Regions from separate parts of the Mus musculus genome. Here all the other regions are linked to region 3. The links are chromatin contacts, called in public promoter capture Hi-C maps. All regions are on one chromosome and are shown on one strand. Each heading gives the region's core, a stretch centred on a gene start, on an enhancer-like site or on the middle of the called end of the contact. The rest is flanking DNA. Distances are from core to core; before and after follow the strand shown.

What was found. Promoter capture Hi-C pulls out the DNA fragments that hold promoters and counts their contacts.
Region 1: a promoter capture Hi-C map of hippocampal neurons shows a contact between it and region 3, with 6 times the contacts expected there. The contact joins the enhancer-like site here to the promoter of Pcsk2os1 in region 3. A contact is called at or near these places in 1 of 39 promoter capture datasets (hippocampal neurons), 3 of 484 Hi-C or Micro-C datasets (cerebral cortex and cortical neurons), 3 of 115 datasets of contacts at active chromatin or transcription factors (embryonic forebrain, forebrain and neural tube) and 3 of 9 other capture datasets (adipose tissue, liver and pancreatic islet).
Region 2: a promoter capture Hi-C map of hippocampal neurons shows a contact between it and region 3, with 4 times the contacts expected there. The contact joins the enhancer-like site here to the promoter of Pcsk2os1 in region 3. A contact is called at or near these places in 8 of 39 promoter capture datasets (the 3T3-L1 cell line, 3T3-L1-derived adipocytes, the HPC-7 cell line and 3 more), 7 of 115 datasets of contacts at active chromatin or transcription factors (embryonic forebrain, embryonic midbrain, embryonic stem cells and 4 more) and 2 of 9 other capture datasets (embryonic stem cells and pancreatic islet).

What each region holds. Positions count from the first base shown.
Region 1 is chr2:143,338,894-143,343,175 of GRCm38.p6, reverse strand. No RefSeq gene overlaps it. Among named protein-coding and RNA genes, the nearest start is that of Gm33599, 150 kb to the left of the region's middle. Within about 2 kb of position 2,290, at least 2 of the 459 cell types and tissues checked have an H3K27ac peak or open chromatin away from gene starts, as enhancers often do. A contact at or near this core is called in hippocampal neurons, where this site is marked.
Region 2 is chr2:143,750,541-143,755,263 of GRCm38.p6, reverse strand. All of the region lies in intron 6 of Pcsk2 (proprotein convertase subtilisin/kexin type 2), which reads right to left. The region is part of intron 2 of Pcsk2os2 (proprotein convertase subtilisin/kexin type 2, opposite strand 2); the gene reads left to right. Among named protein-coding and RNA genes, the nearest start is that of Pcsk2os2, 36 kb to the left of the region's middle. Within about 2 kb of position 3,008, at least 5 of the 459 cell types and tissues checked have an H3K27ac peak or open chromatin away from gene starts, as enhancers often do. A contact at or near this core is called in hippocampal neurons, where this site is marked.
Region 3 is chr2:143,546,327-143,550,830 of GRCm38.p6, reverse strand. It overlaps Pcsk2os1 (proprotein convertase subtilisin/kexin type 2, opposite strand 1), which reads left to right and starts at 2,994. Exons shown (of 3, transcript NR_040354.1): 1 at 2,994-4,426. Pcsk2 (proprotein convertase subtilisin/kexin type 2) reads right to left here. Exons shown (of 12, transcript NM_008792.4): 1 at 4,167-4,504. The coding sequence starts at 4,340.

The DNA.
Region 1 (4,282 bases), core at 1,041-3,540, 210 kb after region 3:
GTAAAATAGCTAGCATATAGCAGAAACATGACAATAGTATCTTCCATTATTTTTACTAAGACTATTAAGGAATATAGTTTGGGAACTTGAATTATTTTACAAACAGGAATCCCACTTCTAACCCAAGCCTTGCTACAAATCTTCTGATATAAGACCTAGACTAATCTGATATTGTACTTTTACCCTTTGAGATGTGGCTTCATTCTAGGTCCACAAGGAGGGTACTTACAACTGTATTCTTTGAGTGTGGTACTGGAGATTGAATATAGCATTTTTTTACACGCTATCCAGATGTTCTATCACTGACCCCTCTCCCCAGTCTCCCTATTGTCTCTTTATGGCCTACTCTAATTACATGCTCAAGGACTTGAGTTTGTTTCTATCCATTTAGTGTGGATAAAGCCATAAATATTTCACTAGTAATTGGTGATGCCATTTAAAAACACCAAGCAGGTAGCTCTTTACTGTAAGGAGAGGAACACAAGTTAATTTATGGCTCCACAGTGAGAAAGGGAACTTTTCCTTCCAATACAAAGCATACTCAAACACGTGTCACAGCAAAATCAGTGGACCAAGCTTTCATTCATCACATTTGAATGCATATCGAGTTTCACAGCGTTGCTGGCAACTGCAGGGTGTCAGTCCATCACTTCATTTCTCCTCTAATGATGTGGCCAATCTTTGGTGCATATCATTATCACACACCCAACAAAAGACAAAAGACAAAAGAGCATATTGAGATTGCAAGCAATTCTATTATAGTACTGTTTCATCATAGAGCTTCTGAATATTTATTCTCAACCCATGCACCTTTCGAAACATCACTGTTTTATGAGACTGCAGCACTAGGTAATTCAATAGCCCAGGTGGTATTCTTTAATCCCTCCCCCACTTCCATTTTTGCATGCTTTCAAATGATTTTTACCAAGTTAAATGAGTCAATCTGGTTTATTCACTCTAGTGAATTCCTGAGGTAGAAAGAAAAATCTGTTTGTCAGAATTAAGTCTCCATCAGCTTTCTCCAGTGGGTGGAGCTGTTTTTAGACTTGGGTGAGCACCTGTGAAATACTATATTTGACTCAAGATTGTGTGATCAACTACTGGGAGTGTATAAATTGACACATGTCTAAACGGTAATGAGACCATGGATAGCAAAAGCCTTCACCTGTCAACTCTTAATCCAGCAGGCAATCTTTCAGCATTATAAGTTAAAGAATACCAAAGCTATAAGCCAGAACTTATTTCAACTCAGTACTTTCAGGGGCTGTCTTGGTAGAAGTAGTAGGTGCACACCAGGGCCAAAGAATAAGTAAATAATAGGTGTGCTTTGCTATATCACTTTAACATCAAAACAGGAGAATTCATAGAACTTTCATTACAGGGCAATAATAATTAATGAGAGTAACCGTATGGTAGATTATGATTCATATATTAATATCAAATATTCACCATAACCATTCCCCTTTCAGTTTGTGAAGAGCAAGTCACTTGCCTAGTCAGTTAGCATTCAGAAAACATGAACTCAGGTCAGACATCTTTGAATATTGCATGGACTCTGTGAGCCCATGTAAATCTCTTCTTCTCAGATCTCACGTTCATTTCCTTCCATATCTACACCTCCTGCTGTCTCAAAAATACAAAGAATATTAGTGGTCTCTCTGATTCCTCTTCTTTCCCACCTGTCACCTATAGATCCATGACTCCACAATAAAATATTCTCCAATATTCCCAAGCTCAACTTAACATAGCAGTTTTAGGTTGCATTTTTATTGTAGGGTTGGGGGTGGAGCACAAGGTGTCACACATGCCCAGCAAGTACTCCAGTCTGAGTTACACACGCCGAGTCCTATGCTTAGCTGAATCAAATGCACTGCCTCTTTTAATACAGCTGATTTCTCATCGAATCATGACTACCAAGCTCCATGGAAAGTGAATATTGCTATATTCCTGGAATAATTCACACTTTAAAACTTTTCCCCAGAACTAATAAATGATATTTTGAATAAAATATTTTGGTTTAAAAAAAGATGTTTTTTTTTACTTAAAAAATGGTGTGCCTGGCTAATTTATTTAAAAAGTAATATGATATTTCTTTTTGTAAGTCTTTATCATAAAGTTTTAATTACAAATCTCAGCATGTAGTAAAATGGTAGTAAAAGAAGCCAATTAAAGTGGTCAATGTGGAAGCCTGGGATTCATCTTTTTCTTTACAAACCTCTCTATCGTCAACTCATACATAAACTGACATGTGCTAAAGCAGTGGCCTCTGCTTACAGGCTGCAAGCTGCCCACACATAAGCAGTTCATCTGCTGTAATTATAATACAACCAACAAATTCACAATGTGAAAATGATTTACAACAAAGAGTTCATGGTTTTTCTTGGAACTTAGACTTTGCAGTAATATTGAAGTGTCTACCTTGTAAAGAAGGTGGCTTTCTTAGAGGATGGAAATTCAAATCCAATGCAAAGAACATAAGACATTCGAAAAAGGCACATGTTTTTCTTACATGCAAGGCAGTTGCACGTATTTCGTGGGAAAATAATTGCCATGTTAAAATTACAGCTGAGTCATGACTGGTCGTGCATGAGCCAAGATGCAAGTTGGTGTGTCTGGCTTCACTCAGGGACAGTACATTGCAAGACCTCTGTAGAGTATAAGAAAAAGAGCCCTTTGTTCTCCTTTCCTGTGACTAGATGCTTTGAACAAACTCCTGCCTTTATATATAAACACAAGGCATTGAAAATTCATTCCCAATTAAATGTCACACATGATGGCCGATGATGGGCCCAATAAAATGGCCCATCAGGTGCAAATGTTCTGAGGAACTCACTAAGCCAAATGCTTGTGTTATGAGTACAGAGGTTGGCCATGGAATAATGAGCCAGTGAGCCACCAAGGAGTGCCATTTAACAGTGGTTTCCATCTGGTTCCTAAAGGAAAGCAGGGAACATTTGCTCCTCCCAGCAGAAGGGCTGGAGAAGCTTAGCTCTGCTTTGCTTCTCATCTGAAGATTTAGTCCCAGCTGTGTTGGAAAGCTTCTACTTTCACCAGCTTTTGCAGACCCCAAAGAGTCACTTTTAATTATCAGCAAAACTAAAAAGTTTTAACATGCTCACCATACAGATGCTTCTAATTATCACAACCTTCATGCCTCTACAGTCAAGTTTCCAAGGAAAGGATACCCATGCGAAGGTGGAGCTATTTCCATGTAGTCAATTTCATGCTATACTGCCAGCCCAGTCAAAAATGTGAAGTCACTGTTTGTCATCAGGAACATGCATGCGATTCATATGAAATGATGCCACACGAGTCTCTGCTCTGATTTGATGCCAAATGTTAGTATAACATTCATCTTGTTTATACCTATATTTTATAAGTGACTTCCAAATCTGTGATTTTCATGACTAGAAGTATTTTATAGGGAGCTGAGATTCAGAGGTTCTGGCACATTACTAGAGAAACAGCTCAGCAGCTAAGAGCACTGGTTGCTCTTCTAGAGGAGTTGGGTTCAAGTCTCAGCATTCACATGGAATGCAGATACGTCTATAACTCCCAGAGGACCTGACACCCTCTTTTGGTTCAACTAGGCACAGCATGCACATGGGACACAAAAATGCATGCAGGCAAAGCGCCTATAAACATAAAAATAAAATATTTAAAAATATCTCACTTTGCTAACTTACTCCCCTAATGTTCACCTGCTTCTCGGGATAGATACCAGATTGAACAGAAATGGCACCATCAGGAAGGCTCTTTAGCATGTGGGAGGTACATTCAGGAACTCCAAACAGAAACAGAAAATAAGTTTTGTTACCATTAAGCAACCAAATTCTTTTATGAATCAAAATGAAATGAAGGTGCCTGCTATAATTTAAACAGAGACATGAATCAGTTAAGGTCCCCGGGAATGCTAGGGGAATGAAGAGGTGGGAGACTTGAATAAAAGGCGTGATAAACATGATGCTTCATCAACACATTTTCTGTGGTGCAGCCTTATTCCAACAGAGCTTTGATCTTGAATTTCTGTACAAAAACTGTAGTATACCAAACCTGAGGTCACTCACCAAAACTAACCACAGCATAAATCTCAGAGATTGTAATCAGCTTAAGGATAGTGGGGAACATTTATTGCTACAATTCTAGCACAAGTCATCAAAGAACATCATCAATGTTCTTTTCTTTTACCTACATGGTATAGCTGCAGAGGCACCCTGTTTTTCTGCTAAAGAGATGCAAGATATAGTTTATAGCTAATGCCCAGATACACCACATATCAGTC
Region 2 (4,723 bases), core at 1,759-4,258, 200 kb before region 3:
GTCAAAGACATGCTATGCAAGAGGGGTTTTTATGGACAACAGCACAGTAATGGAGTTCAGATCCATGGCATATGACCGGATAGTCTCTTAAAGCTGAGTGAGGTGAGAGAGTACTGACCAAACGTGTGCTGCAAACCTTGTGAGTAGCAGGCAGCTCTAAAAACAGACAGCTGTCAAGGCCACTCAACAATGTGCCCGAAAAGGTAGGCTACCCTTCCAGCAATCAGCTAATCAGTGTTGACTGAATGCCAGCCAGGAAAAGAACCACTGTAAGATCCCGAGGCCTCCCAGCAAATCAATTATATCTGCTGCGCACATTATTGGTGCCTGTTAAATATGTAATATTTCCTTCCTTTCCTGTAATTTGGATTATCATTTTGTTGGGCCAAAATGTCATTCTCTGATTGCAAGCTAGGAGAAAATTATACTTTGCGAAATTTTCAACTGTGTTTCAGAAGTATCTCTGGAGCTCTAATATTGCATATAGTTATTGAGAGGTCCACAACCACTCAATAACTATGACTATACTACAAAGTGTGGTCAAGCACAGGACAGGGCATATTGAAAGCAGTGCTTGTGTAGGTATGAAGCTTGTTTTCACGAACAGTCCTTGGCTTGGAGTCTTAAATATATTCTATCGGAAATGCATACTTGAAGAAAAACAGAGTTGGTAAGATGCTTTAGAATGCTCAGGAAAACCCAGGGGTGGGGTGGGGGTGGGGCAGCATGCAGCTCTTGAATTTGGTTCCCCGTTCAAGGAATACATTTCAGTCACTTGCTTGAGGGTGCTTTGTTGTATTTTCTTCTTTCCCCAGTAATGGAATCTTAGGATAGATGGCCAACACCACTGCCACTGTTGAAGCCTGTGCAGCAATTGCCCCCGGGCTCTAACTAGCCTCTACAGCAGGCAGCATGGCTAGACTCAATAGCAGCAGCTTCTTCTGGGTCAGCAGACGGCAATTTTACTGCAGACTTAGTGCATGCTGAGATGAGCATTGCTTAAGAGACCATAAAGTCTGGATGGGTGTGCGGCACCACATTTGATACGCATGTCCAGAAAAGTCACCCGAGGAGGCAGTGCCATGTCCCTGTGGTGGTGCAGCTGGCAGGAGGCTCTGGCAGAACAACGACAGATCTTGTGCTGGCCAAGGGTAGGTGCTAACCTAAGGCTCCTTCCTGTGTCTCTGGGTGACAACATTCTTTGGGGGAGATGGGATAGGGATCCTTGTCTGTGACCCTCAGTCAGTTTCTCACCCAGCCACAGTCTGTCCTCTTCTTTCCCTTAGCAACCCAGTATCTTGTCCTCCATAAACTCTTTTTAGGATGCTGTTCCCTGCACTATCTCTGATGTCTGAACCATATGTCCAGGGCACTTCTCAAATGCATTTTGTACCTCTCGCTTTCTTTCATCTTCTTTGTTTTTCCAACTCTACCTATTTGCCCTCACCACTCATTCACTGTGTGACCTTGTACAAATGGCATAGGCTATATGCTTAGGGATCATGCGGATAATTAAGAGTGTAGGGATAATTAGATTAATGCACACAAGGTATTAAAATGATGGTGCCTTAGAAATAGTAAGATTGTCTCAATGTTTATTAGCATGTTGTGTAATGTTAGCCTTGGGCCCAGCCAGTGTTATGATGATTAAGGTGTGTGCTTCCTCCTCACACAATCTGGCGAGTTCCTAAGAAGCTTGCCTAGCAGAACTAGTGCTTTGGTGAATATTGAACTTAACTTCCACGTCCATTCACTGCCTATTTCTACGTCCCCTGAATTTCAAGCTTATTTCTCATTTTAATGTAATGGGTTAGGTCAGGAAATGTCCTCAATAGGCTTATGTGTGGAAGGCTTGGTAGCCAGCTGGAATCTTTTTTGGGGAGGTGAAGGAAATAAGAGGTGGGGGGGGGTTCTACCTGGAGGAGTAGAATTGACACTGAGGGGCTAGATTTGCCCTGGCTTTGTCTTGTCTCTCTGCTTCCTGTCAGTCATAAGGTGAGCTGCTTTCGCTCCACCATACTTCCATCACCATGATAGTCTGCCTTTCCCAGTGCCCAGGGATAGAGCCAAGATGATCATGGACTGAAAGCCCCGAGCCCCAAGACCCCAAAGAAAACTTTCTGCTTTTAAATTTTTTCCCTTGGCTGTTTGAGAGAATGACAAATATCGGATGCAGACTAGAATAGACATGGTGTACAAATACAGAGCAAGCTTTCCCGTTTTCTGCTCTCAGCTTTATTGATGGTTAACCCATGACCGGTTTCATTCCCTCAACACTCAACCCATCCTCCACTTCCTGCCTTAAGTTATAGTAAGCCGTACTGAAGATGGTACTAGGCACAGTGCCCTCTCATTCTGCAGGAAACTCCTAGGAACCTATCCTACACGTGGAAGAAAGACTATTTCATGCCAGGCCAGTGCCAGCTTTCTGGGCCAAGGTTCTCCTAGTGTGGTATGCTTGTCATACTACCTCGTACCATTAGTTACAATCTCTCTTGTTTGTGATTCCATGTGTTTAGCCTGGCATCACCAGATCATTGCAATACGAGATGTAGTAGATGAAAGTATCCGAGAATGAGTTGATAATTGGGGGAGAGGTATTTATTACTCAGAGTGGATGAACATTCTGTCCCGAGTCGTCGGTTTCCTAGGACACAAGCAGTCTGCTTGCCTGATTCACTAGGACTGTGTCTCTGGTAAACTTGTCACTTGGGAATTCTTACTCCTGACAGTGATGGATTTTTATTACACTAAACACTAATTAGATCTAATTAGAGGCTGTTAGCCTGTTTAAAATGGAACTTTCAAGAACAAGCTTGCAAATGAAAATATTTAAGAGATAAGGCATTTTCTAAGAGGATTCTTTTTTTGAGGAAGATTTCTATATGTATCACACGAGAAGACTTAGCTTGTAAAGTAAAAAATGATCTCACTATAACCCACAGTCCCAGAGAAGCTAAGTTAACAAGGAAGGCTTAAAGGGGAAATAGATTTCCCAGCTGGACTGGGGGTGGATTCAGATGGGAACAGGAGGGACGGGGAGATGGAGGGAGAGGATACCGAGTAGAATTGGTGATGCATTTCGGGGGCAAGGTAGAAACCCAGTGCAATCTAAACTCCATGAAATCTACAAGAGGGACACTAGCAAAGACTTCTAGGAACAGGGGACATTGAGCCTGAACCAGCTGTTGTCTGTAACCAGGCAAGGCCTCAAGTGGAGGGATTGGGACACCAACCCAGCCACAAAACCTGTGACCTACAGTTTGTCCTGCCTGCAGGATGTGCTGGGGCTGGAGCCTAGCACAGTCATCATCAGAGGGACCAGAGAAATTTCATCTAGCAACTGATGGGAGCAGATGCAGAGTTCACAGCCAAATACTAGGCAGAGCAAATACTAGTCCTGCAGAGTAAGGAGAGGAAGGGTTGAACAGAGGGGTCAGCGATACCAAAATAACACAGCCTACAGAATCAACTGACTCAAGTGGGCTCACAGAGATCAGGGAGACTTTATGGGTCTGACCTAGGGGCTCTGCATATATATTATGGTTGTATAGCTTGATGTTCTTGTGGGATTCCTCAGTGGTAGTGGGGTAGTGGTAGTGGGAGTCTTAGACTCCCAAAGGATGCCTGCCTGCCTTTAGGATCCTTTTTCCCCTACTGAGTTGCCCCATTCAGCTTTGATGTGAGACTATGTGCCTGTTCTTATTGTAGCTTGTTATGTTGTGTTTGGTTGTTATCTCTGGGAGGTTTGCTCTTTTCTGAGGGGAGAGGAAAGAGAAGGTAGAGGGGAGAGACTAGGAGGAGGGGAGTCAGGGGGGATTGCAGTTGGGATATAATATATGGGAGAAGAGTAAATTAAAAAAAGAAAAATAAAGAAGATTTGGCTTGGAGGGGACTATGTTTACATTCAGGAAAAACTTCTCTATCTGCTTGGGGACAGTTTACTAATACGTAATAGCTATTAGCTACAGAGAGACAGCGCATAGTCGGGAATATGCGCTCTTTATTACACTCATGAGAGGGCCAGAAATCAGTCAATGCTGAGGCCAGATCCAGCTCAACACAGCCTTCCAGAATCACTGCTAGGTATTTCTGAACTTCTTGCTTAGGGGCATTTGTTAGGTAACTTCATATCCTTGTGTCTAAATATAAGTTATCTGGTAAGATACTAGGGTGCAGGGTTCTAAGTTGTGGCAATAAGAAAGACTTCATGGCCAGAGCTCTCAGATCTTACTAGCTGTATTTTCACTGACAAAGATGCTTTTCCAAGCACTGCATGGTCAAATTCTGGCTGCAAGAGCTCAGTAGAGAGTGAATTATGCTACTGCATGCACACGAGTAACTGTCCATTAAGACTAGTATATTTCAGTTTACGTCTGTTCTTCACACTCTGCATTTTCTGAAGTTGTTGGGTCTCCACACGCATGTTCCCTGGTTTGTTAGAAAGCTAGATTAAGCTGCCTGCTTCACTTAGAACCTGTCCTGCCCACTTCTGGATATCACACGTCTTGAGTAAAATTATATAAAAAAATGATACTTATAAAAATGGTACGCATTTGAGCTGAGGATGGTGGTGCACATCTGGAATCCCAGCACTCAGGAGACTGAGGCAAGAGGATTGCTGAAAGTTCAAGGCCAGCTGGGTTACATAGTAAGTTTAAGGTCAACCTGGCTTACAAATTGTGACCCAACTTCAAACCAAACCCAAAACCAAAACCAAAGC
Region 3 (4,504 bases), core at 1,745-4,244:
AGATATGAAGCCACCTGGATATGGAGTGCCTGCTGGACTTTGGTATACCCCAAAGTGATGTTTATATCTGCCTAAACTCAGAAGTGCTCAGGAAGCAGTAGGGGGCCTTGGGGATTCTGATAATAATTGTTTCTTGACTTCAGTGCTTATGATCCAGTATACTCACTTTGTGAAAATAGTAAGCTATGTTCTTTCATATGTTAAATTATATATCCACAAAGTACAATGATCCAAAATTTATTTTTATTACCTGCTAGTACTATTACTAGTAGATCACCTTTAGAATAGAAATATCCTTACACTTATAAAAATGGTCATGCAATGTTATCTGTGAAAGCACCCCAGTGAGCTCTCCATCCATAAAAATCTAAACATAATAAAACAAAAAATGTCTAACAGTGTTTAAAATGTTAATTATTAATGGAACTTTACTCTTTTCTTATTTTGCTCAACATTCTCACACACAGTTGGCTGAAACTGTGATATGGGATTCATTATTTTGATAAGTCATTTTTATTTCCATTTCAGAAGAGTCAAAAATAATGTCCTGAGAAGTGGGAGGTGCTATCTGAAGTCAGTCCTGTCACCACTGAATTCTTTGTATATAGCATCTCAGTGGACATGGTTTGGGGTGAGGACCAGGTTAAAATAAAACAGAAAAAATAAACTAGACAGGTATTTTACTTTCTTTCCTGGAGAAAACATAAATATTTGCTTTTACTGATATTCTAGTGATGAAGTAATTAAATCATGAACAAAACCTTTCCCAGCATTTCATGCCCAGCACAACATGTGGCATCAGGGCTAGGAAAAAGCAGAATTGTTTAGTTCCGATCTTCTGAAGATGAATACAGATGTGCACGGTAGTCAGTGACACATTTTCATATCTCAACAGCAAACAAATGGTAATTATAGCACAGGTAAAAAAAGAAAGGAAAGGTAAGAAGCCCCTCTTTCACATTTTCAAAATGGTATCTCCAAGGCAAAGTTCTTGGCAGTCAGGGATGGCTTCCTGGAGACAGCTAGTAGTCAAGTGAATTTGGATTTATGTTTGAATTATTTCCTTTGCCAATATAAGGCAGTTACTTAATATCTTAGAGCTTTGAATTTCATGTGAAGATTGATGCAGACAATTCTACTTATTTTGTGGGATTAGGATGAGATACTCTGTCACAGAAGGCTCCCCTCATCTGCATCCCTGCCCCTTCCTATGTGTGTATAACTAGCTGCTGAGAACCTTTCATACCTGACATTGAGCAGGAGGAGATGAAGAGATCTGCTAAGGCTTAGAGGAACCACAGAGAAGGATGTCTTAGGGTTTAAAGTACAAAATTCAGGATAAGAAGTTGGGACAAGTATAGAGCAGTGCAAAGAGACCAAGAGAGGACAGTGCCTGGGAAACAGTCATACGAATACATTAAGGGCCGTCAAGCACAGCAGTTGACTGGATAAGGCAAAGAAGCCAGGAATACAGAGGACATTGGCTCTGAATACTTAGGTTCCCATGAGTGACTGAGGGTAGGACAGAGGGCAGTGGCTGTTCCTGCCTTGTGGGCAGCTGGGAGAAGGGAAGCTCTTTATGGCTGTAGCATCAGGCAAGATTTAGGTCCAGGTCTTGAAGGATCAACAGCATGTGATCCTTCAAAGAAGGAAAAAAAAAGGCTCATTGGAGGGCTCAATGCTCTCTGGGCATTGCACCACAAAGCTTCTTCAGGCACAAGTACCTTGTCATACATGGGTTAGCCTTTGAATACGTATCAGGGCAAAAGACTAGGATTTGGTTAGGAGGTACTATCTGAGAGGACAAGGAGAGGAAAAAGGAGACACCAAATCGAAAGCCTGTTCTTCATAGCTGAGGATTGCAGCTTGATATTGCAATACAAAATCAGTCAGTGACCTCCTCTCCAAGAAAGAATGGAATGAGGAGAAATAGTTAACCCCAAAGTATATGTGTCTTTCTGTTCAAAGTCGAACCAAATTGCTGATAAACCATAAGATTACCTTTATATTTCCTGGCTTCAATCTCACCATCACAACCGTTAAGCACTCACTGAGTTATTCATTCCCATTAGGAAAAAAAAATATATTGAAAAATTGACAGGGTTAGCCATTATCAGGCTCAGTTACACCTACCTTTCATTAGGTTTTTAGCATCAGATCTCAAGAATGTGTTTTCCAGGGGGAAAGAAAAAGGAGATGGAAAACCATTGCAGCAGATGGGTTTCCTTCCTTGTCAGAAAGGGCTGACACAGAAGGTACCCACAGGTAGGGTTACACAGGTATAGAAGAATTAAAGATCTTGCTGCCTCTTCCCTTCGTAGGGTAGCCCAGCCATAAAGCCCTGTCAACACCTAGCAAGGGTTTTCTAATAACAGAAGCATTCTTGCAGCTGTTGATATTAAATACGAATGCATCTAAGCAGGCTGGAAAGAGAACTCATGGGTTAAGGGTGCATACAGGTGCTCACACGGAGCAGTTCACAACCTTCGGTAATCCCAGTTCCAACCTACACCCCCCCCACCACCCCCCCACACGATGAGATAAATCTTTTTTTTTTCAAAAGGGAAAGTATGCAAGATCTCACAGTCAGATATCAGCTAACTATAATCACTCATTGCCAATGCCGCTAGGACGCTGGATTTTGCCAATGGGGGGAGGAGGGCGGAGCGGGGTTAGGTGGGGTATCAGCTTGTTTCAGGGTTGAATGTCGTTTGAAAGAAGTCTCCGTGGGCCAGGAGGCCAGGAGACTGTTCTATCAACAGGAACCTGGTTTCCCCTGCTCCACCCACACTTCTCTTCTCGGGAGCAACTAGTTCTAGGTGTGTGAGACCCGCCCGCGCGCCACCCGCAGACCTGCGCTTCTTCCAGGACCTCTGTGAAACTCGCTGCCAAACACAGCTGAGGTAGAATACGCGCCCGCCGCGCCGCTGGTGAGTGTAGGCGGGAGAGCCCTGCGCTCCTGAAGGAGTCATCCTAGTAGCTGGGAACTCGGCAAGAGACATAGGAAGTTCTGACAGAGGAGACCAGCCTGTGTTGCCCTTCTAGGGAGGGAACCCAATGCTCTCTCAAGCCTCTTTTCTTGTGGGATCAGGAGGGAGGGGACAGCCCACGGGTACCAAGCTGCATCCTTTGACCTTCCATTCCCCTCAGACTGGCTTCTCCTTGCATCCTCACTCTCCCCTAGCGGTGCCAGGTCCCCTAAGGACACTCCAGATCTGGGATACAGATATTTCGCAGGAAGAGCAGGTCAGGCATGCTCCCCGCCAAATGAATTATTCTCCTCTGTTCCCCGCAGGACGAGTACCCTAACTTATCCAGAGGTTGCCAGAGGCACCCAAAGCTCGAAATCTTATCCAAACAGTTCAACTTGGACAACTTCTTGGAATGGGGATCCCCGTGCTCTCTGGGGAAAACCGCGCTGGCTGCCCACACATCAGGAGAGGACACCTCGACTTTTCCGGGGGGAATCCCCCTCAGAATCCATCTCTCTTGGCAGCGAGGTGTCCTAAAGAAGCAAATTAAGAACTCTCCAAACAGGAGTGCGCTTCTGGAGTGGGAGGTCGTGGGCAGGAGCCAAAGCGCACAAGTTCAGCACTCGTTTTGGACAGAGAACTCCGTCCTTGTTTCCAAGTCAGAAAGCTCTTGTCCACTGGGGAAAAAAGCAGGGACTGAAAGTCGCTGGGAGGGAAGTCCTTAGGCGTGGGTCGGAAAACTGAGGTGAACTGCAACGCTCGATCTTTGAGCCATGTCGGTGGGAAACTATTCTTTCTCCGGGGCGTGGGGGGCTGGGAGACTTCCCTGGCAAAGCAGTCGACGTAAGCCCAGCTGCTCTGGACTCTATCCCTCTGTCCCTAGGCAGCCTGGAGAACTTGGTACCTCGGACAGCAGCCGGGGCGCACAGCATCCTTTGTAAGGTGCGGTCTTATTTTGCCCCCACCAAGTCAAACACCAACAAATTATTTCTCTGACCTTTCTAATACAGATGAAGGACATTTTAATTACATAACCCATGAAAGATCACCGGAGGCAATGTCGTGTTTGAGAACCGATGGCAGAATAGCTGCATAGCATAAAAAGACAGAAAACTTGCAAATCTGCAACGAGATTGCGCAAGGCTGTCCCTCCTCTGGAAACAACATGTGAAATGTATGGAAAAAAAATCTTACCTTTCGGACTCCAAAGCCGTGTTCTGCTGCAACTTGGCGAGCCTCTTCCTCTCCGTCTTTATGCAACTCCACAAGAAAATGATTCGTGAAGACGGGTCTCTCGGCAGACGCAAAAACCATCACACAGAAGAGGAACCCGGCCGCCTTCCACTGGGATCCACAACCGCCCTCCATCCTTCTTTGGGAGTGAAAAGTGGGGCTGTGAGGCGCGCAGGGTGGTGGAGCAGGGGACGAAGAGGGAAGATGCAAATAAAAAATAGGTATGTAGTTTTTGTTTCTGTTTTTCTTTTTTTTTTTTTTTAAAAAAAAAAATCTTTGTATAGCAAAAGAGGCAGAAA